2 separate regions of the Mus musculus genome follow, and region 2 is linked to region 1. Evidence: chromatin contacts called from public HiChIP or PLAC-seq data. All regions are on one chromosome and are shown on one strand. The core of a region is the stretch at or near the end of the contact, and the rest is flanking DNA. Distances in the headings are between cores, read along the strand shown.

Region 1 (5,850 bases), core at 290-2,789:
AGTATAGAAAATTCTTATCTTTTGAAAAGGAAAAAAAAATATGGTCTCAATTGGCCCATGTTTTCTGTTTTAGAATTGGTAGGGTTCATAAAATATATGAAAAAAGCCTTTGGTGCTCTTGGTTATTTGCAGGTGAGCCGATGGTGGCTGCAGAGATGGGTGTGTGGGATAACTACTGTGTGAAGAAGCAGCTGCTACACTCCTGGTGAGTGTACACGATCATGGCGGCTCGCGGGCGGGCGGCAGACACAGCAGTTTGGGTTGATAGCTCATCTGTCCTCTCTTCCTCCTTTTCAGTACTGTGATCGCCACCAACATTCTCCTGGTCGACGAGATCATGCGAGCTGGGATGTCCTCTCTGAAGGGTTGAGGCCTGCCTGTGATACTACAGGATGTTGGGGGGAATGGTTATTTTTGTCCAAGCTTCAAGTGATTTGGAAAAAAATTTTCTCTTCCTGATTGGAGAAAAGAAACGGGACATTTGACACCTATTCAAATTATACTGTAAAATTTTATTTTATTTTTGCCTTGAGTATCTGAAGACACTCAAAGCAGCTCTTTTTCAACCCACTGAACAAGATGTTTTAGCTACACCGATACAAAAATTACATAAGATAAGCATGTTGTCTACCCTTGTTCCGTAAGTGTTCTTTGAAAGTTTGTAATGGTTTTCTCCTAAATAAGGCATGGTGACACATGCCTGTAAGCCTAGCCCTTTGGAAATAGTCCGGAATTTCTATGCCAACTCAGGCTACAGGAGACCCCAGGTCGAAAGAATAATTTGTTGTGGATGTATTTGAAATTATCCAGCCAACTCCCTGTTAAACATGTAAGATCCTTGCCAGTGTAAAACACATCTGGGTAATTTATGGGTTTCATAATGTCTAATAAATACTTAAAGAGTGAAGCTACTGGATCATTCACACTTGAAATGACTGAAAATGCTTCAGAAAAGCTAATAAAGCCAAGTTACTCCGTGGAGGCTGGAAGGTCAGAACTCTGCCACCCAACTTCCAGACATGGGAACACAAGAGGCTGAGAGAGTTACACATTTAACAGCCAAAAGGACGGTTGTTGAAGAATAAGGGTTTGGGTGAAACAAGATTTTTTAGGCTATTTTCTATCTTGGTTTTGCATCATACCTGTAACAGCTTATCTCTTTGGTTTTCATGTACTTGATTTTATGTGTGATACTTGGGGAGAGGGGCTGGCTCCGTATTCCACAGTGAGTGAGTGAACAGCTCAACTGAATAGAGGAAAATATCTGGGTGGAGAGTTGGCTCAGCTACGTACTACTGGTTCTCACAGACAGGCAGTTAGTGCCCAGCACCGTGGGCAACTTCTAGCCAGCTGAGACTGCAGCACATTGGACCTGCAAGGGTGTTAACATCACACAAAAGCAGTCAGATAAAATCAGAGTAGGATGGGTGTGGGCCTGTGTTCATTCATGGGCGGGCCTGACAGGCAAGCTCCCAAGGAGCGCCCTGCCATTGGTCACTGAGTCAGTGCGAGTGCGCAGGCGCGAAGAAGCGCCCGAGCAGACGCATGCGCTCTGAGTTCTGGTTCCCCAGCATGGGTTCCTTGCTCCCTCCGGTGTTGCTGCTGTGGCTCCTGTCCTGCCCCAGGCTTCAGCTAGGTCAGTGTGTGGCTCTGTGCCTATATCACCCTTATCCTTGAACACCTGAAAGTGACTGTATCCTGCGCTCTAGATGCTACCCTAACCTCGGAGGGGGTTTGCAGGGTCTCGGGCTACTTGCTGGGGCTGGCCATCATGAAACTGCACTTTTTCTTTTTTTTTTTCTTTTTTTGAAGCAGGGTCTCTTCTGGTATTCAGCCCTGTCTGGGGCGTTGGGAGTAAGGCATTCTGATTTTCCTTTTCTCCATTTCCATGTCTTGAGCTGGTGCACTCGTGTGACTCGTAGCTTTTATTTGTAGAAAGCTTTGAAAGTTAAAGATACGCTTAAGTCACATACATAGTAATCGGATACTCAAAATGTTGTTTAAATGCACCTTTTATCTCTAGTTACTTTTGGATTCAGTTTTTCTTAGGATATTTTATGTGTATGAGTGTTTTGCAACCTCGTATATAGGTGCACCACGAGGGTGTCTGGTGCCGGCGGAGGTCAGGTTGGATCCCTACAACAGAAGAAACATGGTTATAAACCACTGCTTGGGTGCTGGAGACTGAAAACGGAGCGTCTTCGAGAGCAACAGGAGCTCTTATATACTAATATCCTATTTTATTTTATACTTGAGGCAGAGGCTCAACTATGTCGCCTTGTCTGGCCTGGAACATAGACCAGGCTAACCTCAAATTCATAGAGATTCAAGCACTCTCTCAGCTAAGCTACGGCGCAGAGGCCCCTTGTTTAGGGGTTTGGTTTTTTTTTTTGGGGGGGGGTGAGGGTGGGTTATTTATTTATTTAATTATTTATTTATTTATTTTGGTATAAAGGTCTTGACTGTGTAGCCCTAGCTTGTCTTGAGCTTGTGATCTCCAGCGACAGCTTCTTTAGAATTGGGATTATAAGGCATAAAATATGGTCTTAGATTGTAGTTTGTTATGTGACAGAATCTCACTATGTAGACCAGGCTGGCCTCAAATCACAAAGATCCATCAGTTTCTGCCTCTGTATGCTGGGGCTTAGAGGTGTCCACTTTTTATGTATGTGTTTGTGTGCCGTGAGTGTACAGATACTGGCAAAGGACAGAAGATTTAACCTGGTCCTTAAAAAAAATTTAATTTTGGCTTTTAGAGACAGAGTTTCTCTGTGTATCCTTGGCTGTCCTGGACTCATTCTGTAGACCAGACAGGGCTCAAACTCAGAGAAATGCCTGCCTCTACCTTCCAAGTGCTGGGATTAAAGGGCCACCACTGCTCAACCCTAAAAATATTTTTTAAAATGTTAGTTTGTTAAATTACAATCAAACTACAGTTTATATTGCAGCTTGATATTTCATTCCCCTTTAATTTGAGATCTCCCTACTCACTCGGTTTTTTTTGCCCTCTCGGGATTATTCTTGAGATGGGTAGAATTGTATCAGAATGAGAAGAGGGTTAAATATAAGACCCTGAAAAGCAGGGTCTGGTTGCTTATACACCTTTAATCTCTTGAGAGGCAAAGGTAGGTAGATCTCTGTGACTGCCAAGCAAGGCTAGTCCATCTATATAGTGATTTCTTTTCAGGCCAGCCCAGGGTTGGAGTGGGGTGGGAGTAGGGTGACCTTGTCATCAAAAACTAAAATAAGGGAAAAAAGCAACTAATTTTAAAATGAGAAGCTAGGGTCGAGCACCACATAGCATATGTGAGACCCTGGTTTCAATTCCCTGTGACACACACATCAAGTTCTTGAGCCTGGGGCACAGTGCCACATGCCTGCAATCTTAGCATTGGTGAGGCAGAGATGGGAGGGTCCCTGGGGTGAAGGAGCTGTAGAATTGTTTGGGTTGTTTTTTTGTTTTGTTTTGTTTTGTTTTTAAATCAGAAAGATTGCCATGCAGAAAAACCCTATCTCACACAAAAATAAAAAAGTAATATGCACATAAATTATGGGTGTGATTCATTTGTACAGTGCTTGCTTAATGTGAAACCTGATTTCCATCCCCAGCATCACATGAACTGGGCCAAGTGGTACACACCTACCTGTTCCCTGTCATCAGGAAGTCAGCATCATCCTTGGATACCTAGTTCTAAGCTGGCCTGGGCTGCATGAGCCTTCATCTCAAAAATAAAACAGTAAAGTGTTCAACAGTACAAAGGGAGAGGGAAAGAAACAGCATGAAGTGTGAGTGGTGTAGTGGCTTACGTACTAATCCCAGCACTTGGGAGGCAGAGGCAAGCTGATGTCTGTGAGTTCAAGGCCAGCCTGAACTATATAGTAAGACCCTGTCTCCAAAGGTCAGAGCGGGTGGTAGAGGGAGTGTGGGTGAAAAATGTACATGTATTTGAAGTTACAGTTTCTAAATTGACCTAGCTGAGGCAAGAGAGGTATGTAAGTAATCAAGTATGGTCTGGAGAGGTGACTCGGCAGTTAAGAGCACTTGTTGTTCCTGTAGGACGAGGACCTAGGCTTGGTTCCCAGCACCCACATGGCAGCTTGCATCTGTCTTGTTCCAGATGACTCAGTGCCCTCTTCTGGCCTCTGTGGGTACCAGGCATACTCACTCACGGTAGATACACACTCATAAAATAAACATGTTTAGAAAGCAAAGAGTTGCCAGGCAATAGTGGCGCACGCCTTTAATCCCAGCACTTGGGAGTCAGAGGCAGGCAGATTTCTGAGTTCGAGGCCAGCCTGGTCTACAGAGTGAGTTCCAGGACAGCAGGGCTACACAGAAAAACTATGTCTCAAAAATTATTATTATTGTAAAATTGAACTAAACAAACAATGCAGCCCTATCTCTGTGCATATATCTGTATGCGTTACTAGCACCTGTCCTGTTCTGCAGGACATGCCCAGGATCCTGCCATGGTGCATCTGCCAGGTGGCCGGTTTCTGATGGGGACAGACGCTCCAGATGGCAGAGACGGTGAAGGGCCTGCCCGGGAAGTGACAGTAAAACCCTTTGCCATCGACATATTTCCAGTCACCAATAAAGACTTCAGGTATTTCCAGTTTTTCGGTGCAGGGCTAAGGGTTCTTTCTAATCTTTCTAATTCTAACCTTTATTCCTAATAAAGAGATAGCTATGAGAGATTGATCCGAAACGCAGCTTACAAATCACGAAAGATAGACTCTCGATTTTTATTTTTTAAAGTTTAGATATTTGTTTTCTTATTTTATGGCACATGAATGCTTTGCCTGCGTTTAGTGTGTGCACCCACGTGCAGACCTGGTGCCCTCGGAGGTCAGAAGAGGGCATTGGATCCCCTGGAACGGGAGTTGTAGGAGGTTGTGAGCTGCCGTGTGGTTGTTGGGAATCAAACTTGAGTCCTCTTTGTTTAGCTGTCCTGGACCTCACTGTGTAGACCAGACTGTCTTTGAGCTCAGAGATCTTCCCACCACTGCCTCCTCTGTGCTGGGGTTAAAGGTGTGGGCTGCCACCTTCCCTAACCCACTGTGAGGAACCGCCCTCACAGTCGCCGTTACAAGATGGCGCTGACATCCGTTGCTCGTAGTAAAATGTGCCCAGGCGTCAGGGTATCATTCCATTACCTGAGCCCTGCCTTTCTCGTGGCGTTAACTGACTGATAGTGGGCAGCCAATCCCAGTGGTGCACGTCTCCAACGTTTTTTCGCAGCCTATAAAAGGGAAGGGTTTTCTGCTCTCTGGGTCTCCTCTCCTGAAGCCGATCATCTATCTCTCGAGATGTATTAAAGCTGTACTGCAGAAGGATCCGAGTGGCCTGCGTGTGTTTTGCTGGCGAGACGGTAGCGTGGGTCAACCCACGTCTTTAAGAGCAACAAATGTTTGTGACTGTTGAGCCATCCCTCCAGTCTGATCCCAGTTTTTAGAAGTATGTAATACATGAACCCAGAGGACACCGACTGCATTAGTTAGTGGGTTGGCACATGCTTTTGTAGCTTTAAAAGGAGCAAACTGAGGGTGTCTCTCACTGTGAAGAACTTAGATAGCAGGGCCTTTGGTTCATTGCCTAGCACTGGAAAAAAAATTCTTTAAATTTAAAATCCTTAAGTTGAGCTCTGACCTCCATGTGAGCACCATGGCACATATGTTCACACATACACACACACACACACACACATCCATGCATGCTCGTGCACACACACACACACACATAATAAAATGTTAAAAAACTAATTAGTAAAAATAAAAAGGAGCAAAACATGTTGATACTGATACAAAAAGAGAGAGAGAAAGAGAAAAGAAAGGAAAGGAAAAGAAGAG
Region 2 (5,555 bases), core at 2,022-4,521, 100 kb before region 1:
ATGTAATGATGTTCATACATGTGGGCTCCGCTGACAATCAGTAGCTCGGGAGAGATCTTTGATCCCCTAAAGCTGAGTGCTCAAAGGCTAGCCAGAGGACTGCCAGGGCACTTGGGAGGGATGGAGGAGGGGGGACACTGCCAGGGGCACCTTTAAGCACTCACAGTTTGCTCAATCGGGACCCAGAAAGACTGTCTGCGCCTTGAATCTGTTCAGGCCTTCCTGGCTGCCTGTGCATAAAGAACTTCCTTCTCTGGCCAGCGTGGAGTGTTAGCAATTACAAGTATTAGAAGTAGGACCTCAGGCTGGAAAGATGGCTCAGTGGTTAAGAGCACTGACTGCTCTTCCAGAGGTCCTGAGTTCAATTCCCAGCAACCACATGGTGGCTCACAACCGTCTGTAATGGGCACCTGATGCCGTCTTCTGCTGTGTCTGAAGACAGCTACAGTGTATGAAATAAAAATATGGTCGGAGCAGGGGCCAGCTTGGGGAGGGGGAGAAGTAGGACCTCTATTGTTTTTCCCTAAGTGAACCTGCCGTCTCAAAGCCCTGTGTGAGGACCTGGGGTGGGCTCAGTAACAGGCCTGTAATGCCAGCTCATAAAGATAAAGACAGAAAGGACAGGCGTTCAGAGTCATCCTTGACTTCACAGTGAGTCTCTGGCTGGAACACAGCTTGAGCTGGAGTGTGTAATTCTTTCTAAAACTTAAAAAAGTTAGCCAGGTGTGATGATGCCTGCTTTTAATGCCAGCACGTGGGATGCAGAGGCAGGCAGAGCTCTGTGAATTCCAGGCCAGTGTGGTCTACATATCACGTTCCAGGCCAGCCAAAGCCACATGGTGACACCCTGTCTGGCTAATTTTTTTTTCCAATAAATTAAAAATAAAGAAGCTAGAGGGATGGCTCAGTGGTTAGGAGTGCTTGTTGCTCTTGTAGAGGACCCGGGTTCAGTTCCCAGTACCCACATGATGGACAGTAACTGTCTTTAGTTACTTTTCTGTTGCTGTGCTGTGATATCATGACCACGGTAACGTACATACAGTACAGAAGCAGTATCTTATTGGAGGCTCAGTGAGAAAGTGGGTCTGTGGCCATCATGGCAAACAGACTGGCAGGTAGGTAGCTGGTAGAGCAGTAGCCCATAGCTTACATCCTGATTCACAAGCATGAGAGCTAGCTGGGAATGGGCTGGGCGTTTGAGGCTTCAGAGTCCAACACACACACACACACACACACACACCCACACACCCACACACCCATGTCACACCTCCTCCAACAAAGCCACACCTAATCCTTTCCTAAGGAAGTTTTACCAACTGGGGACCCAGCATTCAAATATATGAGCCTATGGGGTCCATTCTTATTTAAATTCCAAGGGATCCAGCACCCTCTTCTGGCTTCCATGGGAACTGCATGCACATGGTACATAGACATTGATGCAAGCAAAACTGCCCATACAGGTAAAATAAAAATAAATCTTGGCCATATTTGGTGCCACATGGCTCTCATTCCAGCCCTTGGGAAAGGCAAGAAGATCTCTTAGGTTCAAGGCCAGCCTGATCTACAGAGAAAGTCCTGGGATAGCCAGGGATAGATATATAGAGAAATCCCATTTCAAAACAACAATAGTGAACTTTGTTTTTTTTTTTTTGGGGGGGGGGAGGGTTGTTTTGTTTTGTTGGTTTGGGTTTTGTTTTTTTTTTAAGCAGTGGTTCCCTGTGGAGTGTAGAAGCTGGGAAACTGGAGACAGATTTGCTGCAGGTGTTGTCATGTACATTTAGTTAGTTAGTTATTATATGTAAGTACACTGTAGTTGTCTTCAGACACACCAGAAGAGGGCGTCAGATCTCATTATGGATGATTGTGAGTCTCCATGTGGTTGCTGGGATTTGAACTCGAGACCTTTGGAAGAGCAGTCAGTGTTCTTAACCGCTGAGCCATCTCACCAGCCCCTGGTTTGGGTTTTTTGTTGTTGTTTTGCTTTTGTTTTTTTCGAGACAGGATTTCTCTGTGTAGCCCTGGCTGTCCTGGAACTCACTTTGTAGACCAGGCTGTCCTCGAACCCAGAAATCCACCTGCCTCTGCCTCCCAAGTGCTGGGATTAAAGGCATGCGCCACCACCGCCTGGCAATAGTAAACTTTTAAAGTAAATAAATATGACCAAAACCAAAGATGTTGATCTCTCAGTTTTTCCCTCACCAAATGGCGTACTCCCTGTGCTCTGCCTCCCTGGTCATCTTTGTGTCCTGTCTGTGTCCTGTCTTAGATTCTTGGCTGGGTGTCTTTAGTGAGTTTAAATCTCACTTCAGACTCCACACCACAATCTCCAGCTCTCCTGTCCCTGCTGTGTTATAGTTAACCCTTTTTTGGGTTCTCGGAGATGAATCACCGAGGGCTGGCATTCTTCATGTGCCTTATATCAGGGTGCCCGCAAGTCTCCTCCTCCAACTCACTCTCAGCCTACCCAAGCCCTGTCCCCAAGTTAACTTTATCTCTGCCTGCCCTCCTGGCCTGGAACAACATGTCCCTTACTGTCCTAGTGACCCCTTACCCCAAAGTATGTCAGACAATCTGTAGTCAGACTTTTGGCTACTTTGTAGGTTCTTTTTCTTCCACCGCTCTCCACCTTTTCCACGTTTCAACCCCCAACACTAGATAGGAAAGAAGAAAAGAGAGAGGGAGAGGGAATGATGTTATCCTTAGACTCCTTCCTGCTGACTGGGGACATAGAGTTCCTTGGGGCGAGTTTGATCTTTGCCATCAGAAAATCTAATTTTTTCTTCCTCTCATTTCTTTTTGAGCACAATTACTTAACAAACAGGAACCAACAGTAATAGCAAACAACCTCTCAGGGTCTTACCATTTAAACACCCTCTGAAAAGTCCCCAGAATTCCAGATATCACACAGTTGCAGAAACTATCTGCCACTGGCAAAATCACACCCCTGCCAGAGCACGAGACATATCACAGTCAGCTGCTGTGGACAGTCCAAAGCAGCCCCATATCTCTTACCTGGGATTGAAATGAAAACATCCCATAATATTTCTGTGATTTTCAAAGAAACAAAAATTCTCACTACCTCTATCTACTTGAGTTGTGTTTTCTTCCCACACTGTGGTTTATTTTTATTTGTTTGTTTGTTTGTTTTCCTTTGCTATACAACTTTGAGCAGCACCTATTCCCGCGCAATGTAACTGCCACCTTTAGAGGCCCCTGTTAGGAGACACTGCCCACCCATCCAGTCGGTTCTCAGTACAAGTACTGCCTGCCTCACAGCCCCTGCCTAGATAAGGCCAGGGCTTATCAGAGCAAGTGTGGGGCTCTGCACAAGGACCGACTGATTCCATATGTGAGTCTGTGTAGCTACCTAGGGCCCACTGTCTGCCCCACCCTTACCCCCACCCCACCCTTACCCCCTCCCCTGTACCTCTCTGGTCCCCACCTTGTTTGTGCACACTGATGCCACTCCTCCCCAGTAGCTCCACTGCACAGTTGTTTACCTCCTGCTTACGTCAGGATGCTCGATAGTGGTAGCACATGACTGTAATCCAGACATTGGCACAAAGGAGGGTAGGGGCAGAGGCAGGAGGATCGTTGCAAGTTGGAAGCCTGTGTGGTTGACATAGCAAGTTCCAAGCTAGCCAGGGATACACAGCAAAATCCTGTGTTAGAAAACAAAAAAATCAAAAAACAAAACAAAAGAAAAAACACTAAACAACAATGTGTAGCACTTGTCACCATCCTCCGGTAATCACAATGTGTTGTCAACACTAATCAAGTAGCATTTCTTTTTTCTTTCATTTTGTTTTTAAGACAGGATCTAGTGCTAATGTTCTGTATAGCCAGGCATAGAGGCAGACGCTAGTACCTAAGAAGAGTCAGTCCCCAGTTTAAGGTCAGTCAATGTCAGCTACATGAGACCATGCCTACACCAAAGGAAGGTTACTGTGGAGTTAAGCTCAGATATGATGCCTGTTAAAAGACACGCGTGGCCATGACTTGTCAAGGCTCAGGCATCAGTCCCATTCCTGGTGGTCCTGAATTGGTTGGTGTGTTCATCGTGAGACCTCTGAGACACCCGAGCTGGCTGAGTCGAGTTGTTGCTTCACGTGTATGTTGTTTTGATTCACCCACTCTTAGATCACACAGTGTCTGGAGGTCCCCCCCAACCCCCCACCCCACAGCCTGCTCCCAGTGCCTTGCCCTGCTGAGCTGCCTAGTGCTCCCCTCTGCCTTGAATGCTTCCCCCCACGCTCTGATCTATCTCTTCCATGGCCTTGTGTGTAATTCCTGACTTTCATTCTTTATGGGAAGCCGCAGAACCTAACTGTTGCAAACATTGCATTCCTAAATAGCTTTGTTCTTTCTCCTAAAATAGCAAACAGTGGAGCCGGGGCTCCTGGAGCCTGGGACCTTTGGTCCTCTGTAAACACCTCTATCAGTGTGCAGGAGTTGCTTGTAACTCTTGCAGATAACCCGGGGTTAAAGCCTAAGCTGTTGATAAGTTGGGGGCTGATCTACAGCAGAATGTGGCTGACCCTTCAGTTCCGGATGGATGTCATCTTCTAAGTCTGCCTTGGAGGGCTGGAGAGATGGCTCAGTGGCTTTGGGCACTCGTTGCTCTTCCAGAGGACTCAGATTCAAGTCCCAGAGCCTACACGATGGTTTACAACCATTCATAACTCTAGTTCCACGAGATCGGATGCTGTCTTCTGGCGTCTGTGGGTACCAGGCACACTCATGGTACACAGATACACATGCAGATAAAACACTCAAATCCAAACCACGTATGTTGTAGAGGCAGTCGGCAGAACAGGCAGGCAGTGGTTTGCATTCCAGCTGATGCTTTCGGGGAAATGGCTCCCCTGTTTAATCGGCGCCGCTGTCTCTTCTCTTTAAGTCAAGAAGTGTTACCAAAGATCCACGAAGGCAAGCAGTACCCTTGTACCCTGGTGGGGACGTGGAACACGTGGTATGGCGAGCAGGATCAAGCAGGTAGGAAGCAGACGCCTTTGGGATGGCTAGCTCTTCCTCACGTAGCTCTGCAGTCCTCTCGTTGAATGGTCTGGTCAGTGAATGCTTGTTTTTGCAATCCTTCTCGAGTCTCATTCTGCTTTCATGGATCAAATGACTGATGTCTTCAGTCACTAGCTGTAAAACGACTTCTTTAAAAAATGCCCGAATCTGTTATGGAAACATAAGATAACTCAAGGGCAGATACGAGGCACACTATAATATTTTACCATGTTCACGTGGTGGATCCAAGGCTCAGTACAATGTTGTACTGTGTTCACGTGATGGATACAAGGCACACTACAGTGTGCTACTGTGTTCACAGAGCATGCACCTATATTGTCAAGGGAAGAGTTTCTTGACACTAAATGTTTTCTGTCTTTTAAAATCCATTTCAGTCCACCTCTGGAGGTATGAAGGAGGCTATCCAGCCCTCACGGAGGTCATGAATAAACTCAAAGAAAACCAGGTAACTTTGAAAAATACATGTGCGTGCGTGTGTGTGTGTGTGTGTGTGTGTGTGTGTACTTGAAAAATACACG

The links. HiChIP or PLAC-seq counts read pairs in DNA pulled down with a chosen protein or histone mark.
Region 2: an H3K27ac HiChIP or PLAC-seq map of extraembryonic endoderm stem cells shows a contact between it and region 1. The contact joins the enhancer-like site here to the promoter of Sumf2 in region 1. A contact is called at or near these places in 5 of 39 promoter capture datasets (the 3T3-L1 cell line, embryonic stem cells, liver and 2 more), 7 of 115 datasets of contacts at active chromatin or transcription factors (bone marrow-derived macrophages, embryonic stem cells, extraembryonic endoderm stem cells and 2 more) and 4 of 9 other capture datasets (adipose tissue, embryonic stem cells, liver and 1 more).

Annotation. Positions count from the first base shown.
Region 1 is chr5:129,845,451-129,851,300 of GRCm38.p6, forward strand. It overlaps Sumf2 (sulfatase modifying factor 2), which reads left to right and starts at 1,540. Exons shown (of 9, transcript NM_026445.2): 1 at 1,540-1,636; 2 at 4,451-4,607. The coding sequence starts at 1,546. Cct6a (chaperonin containing Tcp1, subunit 6a (zeta)) reads left to right here. Exons shown (of 13, transcript NM_009838.2): 12 at 133-205; 13 at 298-993. The coding sequence ends at 370.
Region 2 is chr5:129,739,805-129,745,359 of GRCm38.p6, forward strand. Nipsnap2 (nipsnap homolog 2) reads left to right here. Exons shown (of 10, transcript NM_008095.4): 4 at 4,901-4,995; 5 at 5,412-5,482. Among named protein-coding and RNA genes, the nearest start is that of Nipsnap2, 18 kb to the left of the region's middle. Within about 2 kb of position 3,272, at least 19 of the 459 cell types and tissues checked have an H3K27ac peak or open chromatin away from gene starts, as enhancers often do. A contact at or near this core is called in extraembryonic endoderm stem cells, where this site is marked.